2 separate regions of the Mus musculus genome follow, and region 1 is linked to region 2. A link is a contact called in public Hi-C data. All regions are on one chromosome and are shown on one strand. The core of a region is the stretch at or near the end of the contact, and the rest is flanking DNA. Distances in the headings are between cores, read along the strand shown. Region 1 overlaps Zmiz1os1 (a long non-coding RNA gene). Region 2 overlaps Gm31838 (a long non-coding RNA gene).

The links. Hi-C and Micro-C count contacts between places; a contact is called where the count stands out from the background.
Region 1: a Hi-C map of uterus shows a contact between it and region 2, with 3 times the contacts expected there. The contact joins two enhancer-like sites. A contact is called at or near these places in 2 of 484 Hi-C or Micro-C datasets (3T3-L1-derived adipocytes and uterus) and 3 of 115 datasets of contacts at active chromatin or transcription factors (cardiomyocytes, embryonic basal ganglia and large pre-B cells).

The regions. Positions count from the first base shown.
Region 1 is chr14:25,344,511-25,351,004 of GRCm38.p6, reverse strand. The region is part of intron 1 of Zmiz1os1 (a long non-coding RNA gene); the gene reads left to right. Among named protein-coding and RNA genes, the nearest start is that of Gm41113, 32 kb to the left of the region's middle. Within about 2 kb of position 4,829, at least 65 of the 459 cell types and tissues checked have an H3K27ac peak or open chromatin away from gene starts, as enhancers often do. A contact at or near this core is called in uterus, where this site is marked.
Region 2 is chr14:24,781,355-24,788,272 of GRCm38.p6, reverse strand. It overlaps Gm31838 (a long non-coding RNA gene), which reads right to left. Exons shown (of 7, transcript XR_874416.2): 2 at 1,739-1,923. Among named protein-coding and RNA genes, the nearest start is that of Gm31838, 3.7 kb to the right of the region's middle. Within about 2 kb of position 3,547, at least 10 of the 459 cell types and tissues checked have an H3K27ac peak or open chromatin away from gene starts, as enhancers often do. A contact at or near this core is called in uterus, where this site is marked.

The DNA.
Region 1 (6,494 bases), core at 3,580-6,079, 560 kb before region 2:
AAAAAATAAATAAATAAGAAAGAAAGAAAAAAAAATCCCTCTATTTTGATGATTTAAGTGTTAATGACTCAAAACCATATGGATCACATTTCCCTCCCATCCACACAGTTTTAAAAAGTATCAGAGAGACTGCTCAGGGCAAAATGCATTTATGATTCCATCGATTCAACAGCATTGTGGAAGGCTGCACTCCAGATTTGAGGGGAATGAGGCCCAGTTAGCCAGGATGGGGGCCCCCCTCCTCCCCTCCAGGCCTCTCCCACATGGTCCATGGAAAGCCACACTGGACTTCTGGGGAGACTATTCCATATACAACTTGAAAATTCAGTATCCCAGTGGGATGTGTGTTTGTGCGTGTGCGTGTGTGTGTGTGTGTGTGTGTGTGTGTGTGTGTGTGTGTGTTTCAAAACCTCCAGAACTAATTTTAAAATGACTTAGGTTTTGGCAGACTGAAGAGGTGTTAACTCAAACCCGGGTGGATTTCAAGGGAAATGTAATTAGAAAAACCCTTTCCTAGTTAGCTGAGAGACGGCAGTGAGCAGTAACGGTGCTTGTCGGAGGACTGTTTGGTGAGATGAGAGTGTGCTGCCATCAGGGCCGGTATGCAGACAGGCACATGGGCCCCACCCCAGCCCACACCCAGCACTGGGGCCATAAAACCCAACATGGAGGGGGTACATGCAAGGACCAGGCCGCAGCTAAATCATTTGTGGTTGATTCTTCCAGGAACCAAAGTGGGGTGAAGTGAGGGTCACTGGTGGACAGAGAGTGCAGATCTTGAACCATTTGATTCCTGGGCCTAATTCCTTTTCAGGCCAGTGAGACGACTCTGAGAATTGGCTCAATTTGTGCATTTGTGTCCTGGGAGCAAACTTTGAACTCCCAGAGAAGTAGCAATTCAGACACTTCATGGCAGGCCACAGGTCTGCTTGCTGATGTTATCATCCTGACAGTGGTTTCTTCTGCTAGGAGCCCTTCCCAGAACTCTTCCCTGACTACCTTCAACATCATTCTTCCTGGAACACCAAGCTCTCTTCCCCCTCACCTCCAGGGTCCTAATGGGAGTCTGTGTCCAGAGAATTCTCTGAGACCCTTGAGCATAGAGGACTCACATCCAAGCCCAGAATACTGCACCATGTGCCCTCACCAAGACCTGCATCTGGTCATCAGTTTTGACCTCCTGGGGAAGGAGGAAAGGCATCTGTCAAAACTCTGTATGGACCAGGCCAGGGCTGAGCTTAATCAGGCTTGGGATGTGTCTTGGTGCTCAACAATGGTCAATGCCAAGTGGACTGACCAGACTCCTGTGACAATCTCTAGTACTGCCTCATCCACTCATTCATTCACCAACCACCCGACCACTGGTCTGCTCATCCATCTCCAACCTGTCCATGTCTCTCCATCCATCCACCCACCCATTCATCTATGTTGTCCATCAAGTCATATCTTTCCATCACCATCCATCCACCTATCCATCCACCCACCTACCCATCTATGCTGTCCATCCATTCATATCTTTCCATCACCATCCATCCATCCTTTTTCATGGACCACTCGTTCATCCTTCCACCCATGTACACATCTGTCCTTCTACTTGCCTCATATCACTCTTGTCCATTTACTTATCAGACACAACAGATCTGATACCTTTGCTGGAATTCTGTTGTATTTAATTTCAAATGATCTTTGACAATTTCAAACTTGTAGAGTCTATTGACATATTGCAACAAACAGCTATGGACCACCCACTGATCTATATCTTTTATTAATATTATATCATCTGCACTTGAAATTTTCCTTTTTAAAAACAGTTTTATGGTCCCATGTGTTGGCTCTATAGTTACAACCCCTTGTCTTCTTCCTGGGAGATGGTGTGTCTCATTTCCATACATGTCTTCATGTTTTTAAATCATGTGTATCTGTGTTCACAAGCAACAAAGAGATTTCTTCAGGTTTTAAACTTTCATATAATTGCTTTTCCTGCTGCATCTGTCATTTCACAACTTGGTTTGTTTTCATTCATTCTTATAATTCCATTGTATTTTTTATGTCTATTTCACTGGCTGGTTTTGTGTCAACTTGATACAAGCTAGAATCATCAGAGAGGAGGGAATCTAAATTAAGAAAATGACTCAGTAAGATCCGGCTGTAGGTAGACCTGTAGGGAATTTTAAAAAAATATTCATTTATTTATTTTATGTATATGAGTGCTCTGTTTTCACAGACACTAAAAGGCATCAAATCCCATTACAGATGGTTGTGAGCCATCATGTGGGTGCTGGGAATTGAACTCAGGATCTCTGGAAGAACAGTCAATGCTCTTAATCACTAAACCATTTCTCTATCCCCTCCCTGTAGGGAGTTTTCTTAGTGATAGATGAGGGAGTGCCCAAATCATTATAGGTGGTGCCATTTTTAGGATAATAGTTCTGAGTTCTATACGAAAGTAGGCCGAGTAAGCCATGTAGAGCAAGCCAGCAAGCAGCACCCCTTCATGGCCTCTGCATTAGCTCTTGCCTTCAGGTTCCTGCCCAGTCTGAGTTCCTGTCTTTGCTTCCTTCAATGATGAACAATGATATGGAAGTATGAGCTAAATAAGCCCTTTCCTCCCCCCAAGTTGCTTTGGCTGTGGTGTTTCATCATAGCGATAACAACCCTAACTATGACATCTATTTGTATAAAAGTACAATTGTGTGCTTTTACATAGGATCTTCTGTCTCTTCCTTTGGGTCAGCAGTTCTTTAATGGCAGAATGTTCATCTGTGTATAACGTTCTGCCATGTCAGGCAGGGTCTTTGAGGGTTGGCTGCATGGATCCTGGGTAATGTTTTGTGATGCCTGCAATGGCCAAACCTCAGGGCTCTAAGGTGGGTATCTGGGAGTGATAGAGACTTGGTCCTAGCTCTTAAAGAACATCACATTAACAGACAGATGAAGGGTCAACCTGGTGGTATGAATGAGGATCTGTGTGCATACATAGGAGGAAAAGGGTTGGGGGAGGGGAAAGGAGAGCAGACCATTCTTGGTAGAAGAACAGGACAATGGAGGCTGGAGGTGGAAAGCCATTTGTCCCTACTGCCTTGCTCAGGAAGTATCTACCCAAGGCATCCCGTCTCCTTTGGTAGGTGAAACTTCACACTCAATGCAGGCCCTTGAAACTCTGTCTCATTCACCCATGACACCTCCTCCTCCTCCTCCTCCTCCTCCTCCTCCTCATCCTCTTCCTCTTCCTCCTCCTTCCATAAAGCCAGCAGATATTTCCTGGACACCTATTATGTGCTGGACTCTGTACTTGTGTCTGGACAAAGCAGAGTCACCAGGAGACACTTCTTGTTCTTAGTATTAAGGGATGTGAGAAAGAACATCAGATGACAAACAGTCTCTTAGAAGGCTGTGTAAGGAGCTGGATAGGTTACGGACTCATAGGTAAGGTGGTCAGAGAGTGTCTCCAAGGAGATAGCCTAGAAGGCATTCCGTTCCTGTAACAAAACACCAGAGGCTGAGTAACAGAGAGATTTATTTAGCTTCGTTTCAGAGGCTGGAATTCTGAATCTGGTGATGTCTCTGGAGGGAGCCCTTACCATATCACAGCACAGATGGCATCATGGCGGGTGTGTGAGTGATGAGACAAATCGGGAAGCCAGCTATTTTTAGTGGGACTGGTTCTTTAAAGAGAACTGGCTCTTACAGGAATGAAGTGAGGTCCCAGGAGAGTTACCTTAATACCACCACAAGGCAGTGCCCCAGTGACCTCCCTCCCTCCTGCTCGATGCCACCTCTCAAAGGCCTACCATCCTTCATACCAGCACACTCAAGGACCAAAGTTTTATCATATAAACCACACTTGAACCATTGCAGGAGGGGACACTGAACCTTGAGATCTGAGTCTAAGGTCAGGGAAGGGTGTGTAGAAGTTAAGGACCTTGGCTTGTTCAAGGCTGTTGTTTTTGCTCAGAGTGGAGGGAGAGTGATGGCCCGGGGCCAGCAGTAGGATTGCATATGGCTTTGCAAGGCAGGAAAGGGGCTCAAGTTTTATTCCAACCAGATGAGGAGACTTCAGAGGGTTTTAAACAGACAATTGATGGGATCCAATTACTTTCCAAATTAATTGAAAGTAGGAGATTGTGAGTTGAAGTTGGAGGGGAGCCAGGTGACTCTGTACAGTTCAATTCCAGGTGGCTACAGCTTGGCCCTGTGGAGAGAGGGGCCTGAGATATGTCTCTAAGGTGGGAAGATGGGTCTGTTAGAAGAAGATATGGAGGCAGTCAGAGAAGGAGGGAGGGAGGGAGGGAGGGACGGGGCGGGGAGAGGAGAGAGAGGGAGAGAGAGAGAGACAGAGAGAGACAGAGAGATAGAGACAGAGAGAGGGAGAGGGGAGGGGGAGGGAGAGGGAGGGGGAGGGGGGAGAGAGGGAGAGGGAGAGAGAGAGAGAGAGAGAGAGAGAGAGAGAGAGAGAGAGAGAGAGAGAGGCAGGCATGTAAAGTGAGACTCTGATCTGATGGAGAGAGGTAGTCATTAGGACAGGACAGATGTGGGGTTGGGTGGGAAGGGTGATTTGACCCTGACCCCACTGATTTTGGACTGGCTATGAGACAGCCAAGTGGAACAACTAAACAGGTAAATTACCATTGCGTTGCTGGAAGGGTAAAAGTAGGGTCAATGCCAGATTGATCTGGGTCTGTTTCTTCCTTTTCTGCTTTCATGATGTAGCCAAGGTCATTGCAGCCTGAAGATATCACAGCCAGAGCCCAAGGCCTTCCCTGTGTGTGGTCTGTGGTGTCATGACATCCTGGAGGCCAGTGCCAGCCAGGGGCTGACGTCATCCATCATGTGTTTCTGTCCTCCCCTGTGTCAAGGGTGGGCATGGCTCCAAGCCACTGATTGTGAGAAGAGCTGAGCTCACCTTCCTAAGTACTCACAGTGCTTAGGACTAAGTACTGCAAGCAACCACAGGCCTGGAAAGTAAGAGTGGAGGCCCCTCACTTTACAAAGGGGAGTGAGGTACAGGACACCAAAACTGGATTCAGATAAGCAAGTTGAATACTTAGCTACTTCCTTTTACATCTATGTTCAGTCAGTAAATAGTTGCTCATTTTCTTATTCAGGGAGAGGGAAACTGAGGCCTTGTGTGTGAGCAGCTTCTAGCTGAAGTGTTTACAGTCCAAAGATCCAAGAAGCCAAAGCTCTGTTAAGTGGTTCTGGGGCCAAGGTTCCCTTGTCAGCTGTTTGTGACAAGCCTTTGACAATACAAACAGCAGTGGTCTGGGGAAGCAGAAGTATGGACAGAGACACACTGGCTGAGGACAGATTAGCTGGTGGTTGGGAAGGAGAGACCCTTGGTTATGTTAGACTTCTTCCTTGGGGGAGCTGCTTATAGGACAGGGGATGGTAGGGGCCTCTTCATGGGCTGGGCAGGCTTGGTCCCGGCTCTTCTGCTGACTGTAGACTGACTGTGTGCCTGGGGGCAGGTTTGCAGTAGCTATGACCCACGAACTAAGACTGGGTTAGAATGAAATCTTCAGTGAGTAAATAGCAAGTACCTACGGTGTGCCCTGCTGTAGCTCAGCCCTGCCATTAGTCAGTTTATTATTTAGTGACAGTGCAGGCAAACAAACACTGAACAGTCTGTATATTGTCTCTTCCTGGTGAGAGGGAACAGCAAACTTAGGCTTCCTCTGGAGGTATGTTAGCATTGCTGTGGAGGAGACGTGCTTTTTAAGATGGACCCTGAAATGGGGCCAGTGGGCAGGCAGGGGGGATGGCGTTGACGCAGGCTCAGAGGGAGGGAAGCAGTCACATCCACAGTAGAAAAGAACTTGATTTTTTTTTTAAAAAAAGGATTTAGTTAAGTTTTTTTTGTATGTACATGATTTGTCGGCATGCACGTGTGGGTGCACCTGTGTGCAGGTATGGGGTGTGCATGCTCACTGAACCTGGGCCTTTTCATCCTGACAGTCGAGCTGTTCAGTCTGCTCCTGCTAGTCTGTCCTGTATCTAGAGCCCTGGGGATCATAGGTAGGTCACTATGCATGCCAGGTTTTTATGTGGGTGCTGGGGTGCCAAATGCAGGTCCTCAAACTTACACAGGAAATGCTTTATCCATGAAATCTTCTCCCTGATATTTTTTAAATATTTTTATTACATATTTTCCTCAATTACATTTCCAATGCTATCCCAAAAGTCCCCCATACCCTCCCCCCCACTTCCCTACCCACCCATTCCCATTTTTTTGGCCCTGGCGTTCCCCTGTACTGGGGCATATAAAGTTTGCAAGTCCAATGGGCCTCTCTTTGCAGTGATGGCCGACTAGGCCATCTTTTGATACATATGCAGCTAATCTAGGTTAGGTTCACATAAAATGAAACAAGCCATCCAGGCACATAGATGAGCAGTGTTTTGGATAAGCTCACGCTTGCGTGACTGTGCCCTGTCCAGCCTCATTGCCGGGTTCCCACAAGTATCTGAGGTTTCCTTGTCTAAACTCCACGCGCCTC
Region 2 (6,918 bases), core at 2,298-4,797:
ACTGACTGGCTTTGACTAAAGCCCTCCCTCCCTCCCTCCCTCTCTCCCTTCCTTCCTCTCTCTCTCTCTCTCTCTTTCATGTGTGTGTATGTGTGTGTATGTGTTTTCACAGATGCATGTACATGTATGTAGAAACCAGAGTGTCGGTGTCTTCCTTGACAGCATTCCACTTTAGTTCAGGAAGCAGGCCACTCATAGACAAACCCTGAGGCTTGCTGATTGGCTATGATGGTTAGCCAGGGAGCCCACAGAGCCCACAGAGCTCACGGAGCCCACGGAGCCCACAGAGCCCAGGGAGCCTCCAGCCACACCTGGGCTGCAATCATATCCATTCAGCAAGTCCATTCTGCTGGACTTTGGTCTGGGTGCTGGGGATTTATGAATTTAGCCTCACACTCTAAGGTGGTTTCTCCCTGAGAAAGTTTGTGCTGCTTCTAGGAGCTCGCATGGATTCTTCTTTGCTGAGCATGCACAAATGGCTTCTGATCCAGAAAATAAGGAGTGTGAGCAGGAGTGGGAAGTTAAGGATGGATAAGAGTGGAAGAGGAGAAAGAGAAGAGAGTAAAAGAAGAGAGAAGAGTACAGAGCAGAGAACAGAAAAAAGACAGAGGAGATGGGGGAGAAGAGAAGAGGGTACAGGAGGAAGAGGGAGGGGGAGGAAGAGAAGAGATGGGGGATGCACCATCTTGCCATCTGTGGGAGCCTCCACTTTCTTCCTTTTCTTCTTCTTTGAAAATGTTGATGGTCTCCAGCCTTGTACACCCCACTCTCACACTGAGAAGAACCACACCTACCCTTCCCAGGGGTTCTGTTGGTCTGACAGACACATTCACACAGCTACCTGCACATCATTATTTGAGTCTTTAGTGGTTTTTGTAGAGTCCCGTGCTGTAGCCTTGCCTCCTTCCTGAAAGACCTCCCTCTCAGGTTCCACAAACAAGCCTCTGCTTTCTAGGCTAACTGCATATTCTCTTTCCCATCGCAGCCCCAACCATTTTCTCTCCACTGTGCTGATTTGGGGGTGGGGGTAAGGAGGGGGAGCAGGGATAACAAAAAGGTTCCCATCCAACTTCCAAAAGGTGTGTGTATAGGGAAGTTTCCTGTTCCGGTTGTATGTACATATGTATGTATGTATATATGTATGTATGTATATATGTATGTATGTATATATATATGATGTATGTATGCATGCATTTACCTGAGCACAAGTACACATGCTGAGATTAGAGAAGATACTGAAGAAGTCAGCTCTCCCCTTCTACCATGTGAGTCCCCAGGACAGAACTCATGTTGTCTGACTTGGAGACAAGAACTTTTATCCAATGAGCCCTCTCATTGACCGCCCCTTTCTTGTGTCTGTCTTCCAGTGATGAGATTCTCCTAGCCAGAGGCAAGCAACACAACCAGTATCTCATGTGTTCTTTTCTGACACCTTATGTATACACATGTATAATGTGTATATGTGTATATCTACAGATCTCCCCCTTATAGACACCCCTTGGCTTCCCCACAAGATGAGAGCATTCAACTGCACAGTAAAGACTATCCGGATTTCTTTACTCTACACTCTGGAAATCTTTCCATATCAGTACATCAGGAGTGTCCCCCTGCTTCCTTCTGCTTGTATGATGTAATTCTGTATGCATGTACATGATTTATTTTAGCATCTCTCTTCATATGCCCATTTCTATTGCTTTCTGTCTTTCTCTTTTAAAACCAGTATAATAATGGATCTCACATGTATCCTTTCTCGTGTTGGGGGAAGAGTGCTTAGAGGTTGTATCATCAAGACAACAGCATGTGTAAAGTCAGTAGCAATTGCTAGGTCTCCCCTTTGGAGCTGAAGGGTTTCCAAGGCCATCAGCGAGACACAACCAGCTGTCTCCCCACACTGGGTGTTACCAAGAGTTTTGGTCCTGACCACTGGAAAGAGATAAAAATAATGTCTTAGTACATGACTTCTCAACCTGTGAGTTTTGACCCTTTTGGGGGTTGAACAACACTTTCACAGGGGTCGCAGATATCCTGTATATTAGGTGTTTATATTACAATTCATAACAGTAGCAAAAGTAGAGTTGTGAAGTAGCAAGGACATATTCTTAGGGTTGAGGGTCAGCACAGCAGGAGGAACCACAGCACAAGGGGTCACAGCATTAGGAAGGCCTAGAAGTCTTGGGACTTAGACTGTATTTTTCTCATTTTCTCATTGTGGGGGAGGGGACATCTCCTCTAGAACTTCCACCAGTCTTTGCTTTTCTGTTTCTCTCTTGAGTTGTTGACATGTTTTGTTCTGGTTTGTAGAAATTACTTGGCAGAGAAATGTATCTTTGGTCATTGGTATGTGTTACAAAGAACCACACATGCCTGCCACTTTCTGCTTTATTGTGTTTGCCATGCACAAGGTTTTAGTTTGTTGATTTGTTTTCGTTGTTTTTGTTTGTCTGAGACAGTCTTAGGTAGTTCAGGCTGGCCTCAAACTCACTTTGCAGCCAAGCCATTTAAACCTTAGATTTCCCAGTCTTCCTGCCTCTACCTGTCTAATGACGAGATTATAGATTTGTGCAGCCATGCCCAGCTCAGTTCTAGCGTTCCTGAGATTAGTAGTCAGTCACGGGTCTCTTCTCTTGTGGTTTCTAGGTTGGTCTCATTCTGAGTGCAGTCCTCCCTTGGTCCCTCTGTGTTTCTGTTACACTTATGGTTTCTTTTTGTTACATTCTGGTATTTGTTTCGCATGGAGTTTGTTCTAGTAGGAAGTTTGAGATTTGGGTCCAACTTTTTTCTTCTCCAGTTTCCCTGACTTCATTCCTTGAATAACATGTTTTCACACTCAGTTTGAAATGGTATATTACTTTAGGCTAAGCTCCCATGTGTAAGTTCTGTGTTTATTTGTACTGCTAGGCTGCCCAGCATCTCATTGTTGGTGTGTGGCTTGATATCAACAGGTAGGGGAGTCCCCTCGTGGCTGCTCCCCTTTTGGCTATGTCCTGCCTTCTCTCCCTGTTGAGAACTGTAACAAGTTTTGCTCTTTTGAAAGACAAGTCAGCCCTATTTCCTGGGTTCTGGCAGAAGATGCAAGAGACAGCGCTTTAATTGGGGCTGAGGAGATTGCTCAGTGGATAAAAGTGCCTACAGTACAAGACATGAGTTCAAATTATTGAGACCCTCATAAATGATGGATACAGTAGCATGCATCTGTAATCTCAGACTGCAGGGAGATGGGAAGTGGAGATAGGAGTCTCCCCAGAAACCAGCCCAGCAAGCCTGCTCCACCAGGCAGCAAAACAGCAAGAGGGCCCTGTCTCAGACAAGATAGAGGGAGGGCTGACACACAAGGCTGTCCTCTGCTCTCTGCATGTGTGTACACACAGACATGTGGGCCATACCTTTCATATCACCAGCCATGGCAAGAAGAGCAACATTTGTGATGGTCACATGAGCCCTGGTTGCCACAGCAGAGATAAAGAGCACTGCTCAGGCAGTGGTTGTGCTAGCAGGGAATCGAATCTGATGTCCACTAGTCTGCTGCTCTCTATCCAAGAGAGAGGCATTATCTTTAATCCGTGGGCAGTATGCAAGTTTCTCTCCATGCCTGAGAGCAACACTCTCTACAGCCAAGCATGCTCACTGCAGACAGAGTTTAGAGTAAGGGTAGGCTCTGCTCAGCCAGTACAGCAGAATGGGAGTCCGTGGAGAATTGTCCCGAGACTTATTTATTTTTCCATAGGAACATTCGAATCAGTTTGTCTAAACACTGACAACAAAGGCTTGGTTTCTATCGAGACTCTTATTAAATTCTGAATCATCCAAGGGAGAGCAGACAATTTCACGATGTTCGTTTTCATGTCCAAGAACATTATTCAAATGTTTCTTGTTGCTTGGAAGCATTTTAATACTTTCTCTACTTAGATCTTGCACGCGTCTTCTTATGTTTATTCCTAGGTTTTTCATCTTTTTCATTGTGGCTATAAATGTTTTCTGTTCCTATTTTATCTTCTAACAGGTTGCCATTAAGTCTTGCTCTTTAAATGAGTATGTTTCCTCTAGGGTCCCTCCTCCACTTTCTTCCTTTCTTCTTCAAGATTTCCCAGGACAATCTGGTTCTCTCCCAAGCCTTCCTGAGCATCTGCCAGCTGATGCCTCCCGACCGTCATCCCTACCCCAAGCTGTCTCTGGAGCTCCTCGAGCAGATGCTGTGCCTGCCCCCATGGGCACTCCAAGCTTTGAAATTCAACTCTCATTCTTGTTCCCAAACCAGTTACTCCTACCACGCACTGGGCTCTCTCCACAGTGTGTCAGGTGCCCGCAGCGAGGAAAGAGCTCTCTTCTGCCCTCTCTTCTAGTCAAAGGACTCCTGTTCATCCTTTGTCCTCAGCTCCTCTTTGTGCTGTGTCCCCACCTCGCTGTGTCCCCACCTCTGTCCTAGCTGCTCTGCCTACCCTCCCTATGGATGACAGCACCATCTCGTGAGTAAGTGCTAGGTCTCATGTCTCCTCTCTGCTCTTCTCCCCATGAGTGACCCACAAGTGTGGGTTAAACTGTCCTCAGAGGCATCCGGGTAAAACAGACCAGAGAAATCTCCTTTTCTGGCCATTGGTGACCTGACCCCACTCACCCTCTTGAACCTCAAGCCTTCTGAATAAGCTAGCTCTGTGTAAAAGTAACAAGAAACCTGACAGAGCCTAAAACTTAACAGAAAGACTTATTAATTCTGGCTTACAGGTTCATGGGTACCATTTCATCATGCTGGGAAGGGTGTGGTAAAACTGAACAGGTGACATCATGGTGGACAGAAAGTGGAGAAAAGGGTGACAGGAAAATGACAGGTCAAGAGGTAATGCTTAAAACTCATCTCCAATGACTGACTTTCTCCAACAAGGTGACTCCTACTTTTCATCCTTTCCCTATGATGTCATAAAACTGTGAATCCATCAAGGAGTCAATCCATTGGTTAGATTAAAGCATTCTATGTTCCGAACACTTTCCAAGTATCCACAAGCTGTGGGACACTTCACATCCGAACTCTAAGAGCTTCTGTTTCAAGCTCTTTAACCCTGAAGCATTCCTACATCTTTGAGGTTTTTTCTGGATGTCCCCAACCATCAATGTCTCCTCTCCCTGGCTACCCTAAGGGCTCAAGTGGAGCATCAAGTTCTTTCAAAATATTCTCCATCTACACAACATGCCTTCTGTTTATCCATCCATCCATTCATTCTTCTTGTTCCAGGAAACATGAATCCAGCTCTCCACTCACCAAGCTTTCAGCTAGGTACCAGTGCTACCAACATGAGCTGGACACAAGTCACCACACTCCCACAGACTCTGTTCAAGATCCTGTTGACTAAACCCCAAGCCAGGACCAATGGCACCTGCTGCGTGTTGGATATACAGACACTTGGGCCCCCGACTAGTCCTGCTGGATCAAGTCATCACTAAGAAAGGATCTCTTTCTGTAGCGAGCTTTAATAAGCCATGGGTGAGGTGACATGTGACCAAAGACAAGTGGCCAATGAGGTTCAGTGCAACCTAGAGAAAAATCCGAGGTATTCTGAGATGAGGGTGAGAGGTAACACTTTTATATGAAGGGAGCATGGAGGACCTGGGTAGGTAATCTCAGGACAGAAGTCAGGCAAGTTGCATGCAGGAGGGAGCATCCGGACTTAGGGTACAGCTTAAGGCAGAGCGAGAAAAAAGTGTGCTAGCACGGTGTCCCCCTGGTCACCAAGCATAAAACTCACGGGTACAGGCTTGTACACTGAGTGTTCCCTGTCACACTTTGTATTCCAGATGCACACCAATGAGACTAGATTTTAATGTAAAGAGCCATAACTTAGTAGTTCTCAACCGTCCTAATACTGTGACCCCTTAATATTGATTTTTATATTGTGGTGAACCCCCAACCATAAAATTATTTTCATTGCTCCTTCATAACTGTAATTTTGCCACTATTATGAATCATAGTGTAAATATTTGTGTTTTCTGGAGGTCTTAGGTGACCCCTGTGAAAGGGACATAACACCCCCAAAGGGGTCACAACTCACTGGTTGAGAAGCACTGTCAGTGTAACCAATGAACCCAGCTAAGACAGCCAACCGTGTAGGCCAGGGTTGCCACCAACCAAACCAAACACAAGCTTCATGCAAGGAGAAAGCGAAGAGACATTAGAGAGGTCCAGCTGGAAGGAGAGGATATAGAGCATATATGCTGCTTTACACCCTGGACTGCCTGCCGCCCAGCCATACTCAACCTTGGGGCTTGGGGATGAGGGGCACAGAATCAATGGCTCAGACTCCCAGACTCCAGGAGCAGGTGAGATGGGGTAGCAAGCTTGTTTATTAATTCTCAGGGAGCGCCCTTTATACCCTCCACCTACATCCCATTGGTCCCAAGCAAGCATGGCCTCCAATTGGCAGTTCCCTATTGGCTGTCATGGTCTGCATCATCAATCTCTAGGCTCTTAGGCAGGGTTCAATTTGACCCTCATGCAGAACAACTGCATTTATGTAGAGGCGGCCACCACCTTGTCAATAAGGCCTGCCATTCCTTCTATACACATACAAAGAGATGCAAGGGTGGCTCCAGATACAAAGGAAGTTGGTAAAAATGAAACCCAGCAGGGTCAGGAGCAATAGAGCAAGCAGTAGCTAGAGGCAAGGGGATCCGAGCCTCAGGGATGAACTGAGCACCTGCCCTGGGCAAGGACCCCTTATCAATTCTTTTCTCTAATTGAGTAAATCTCAATTAGTTCTCAGCAAGTAGACCTCTGAACAAGTGTTATACTGTGTCACCTGCAGAGGAGGACACAGAGGCACAAAGTACAATTGCTTGTTCAGGGGCCATTGTCAGAAAGCAAGAAAGCTGGGATCCGAGCCCAGGCCTAACCTTTTGGGCACTCACATCTTATCCACTTGACTTTGGATG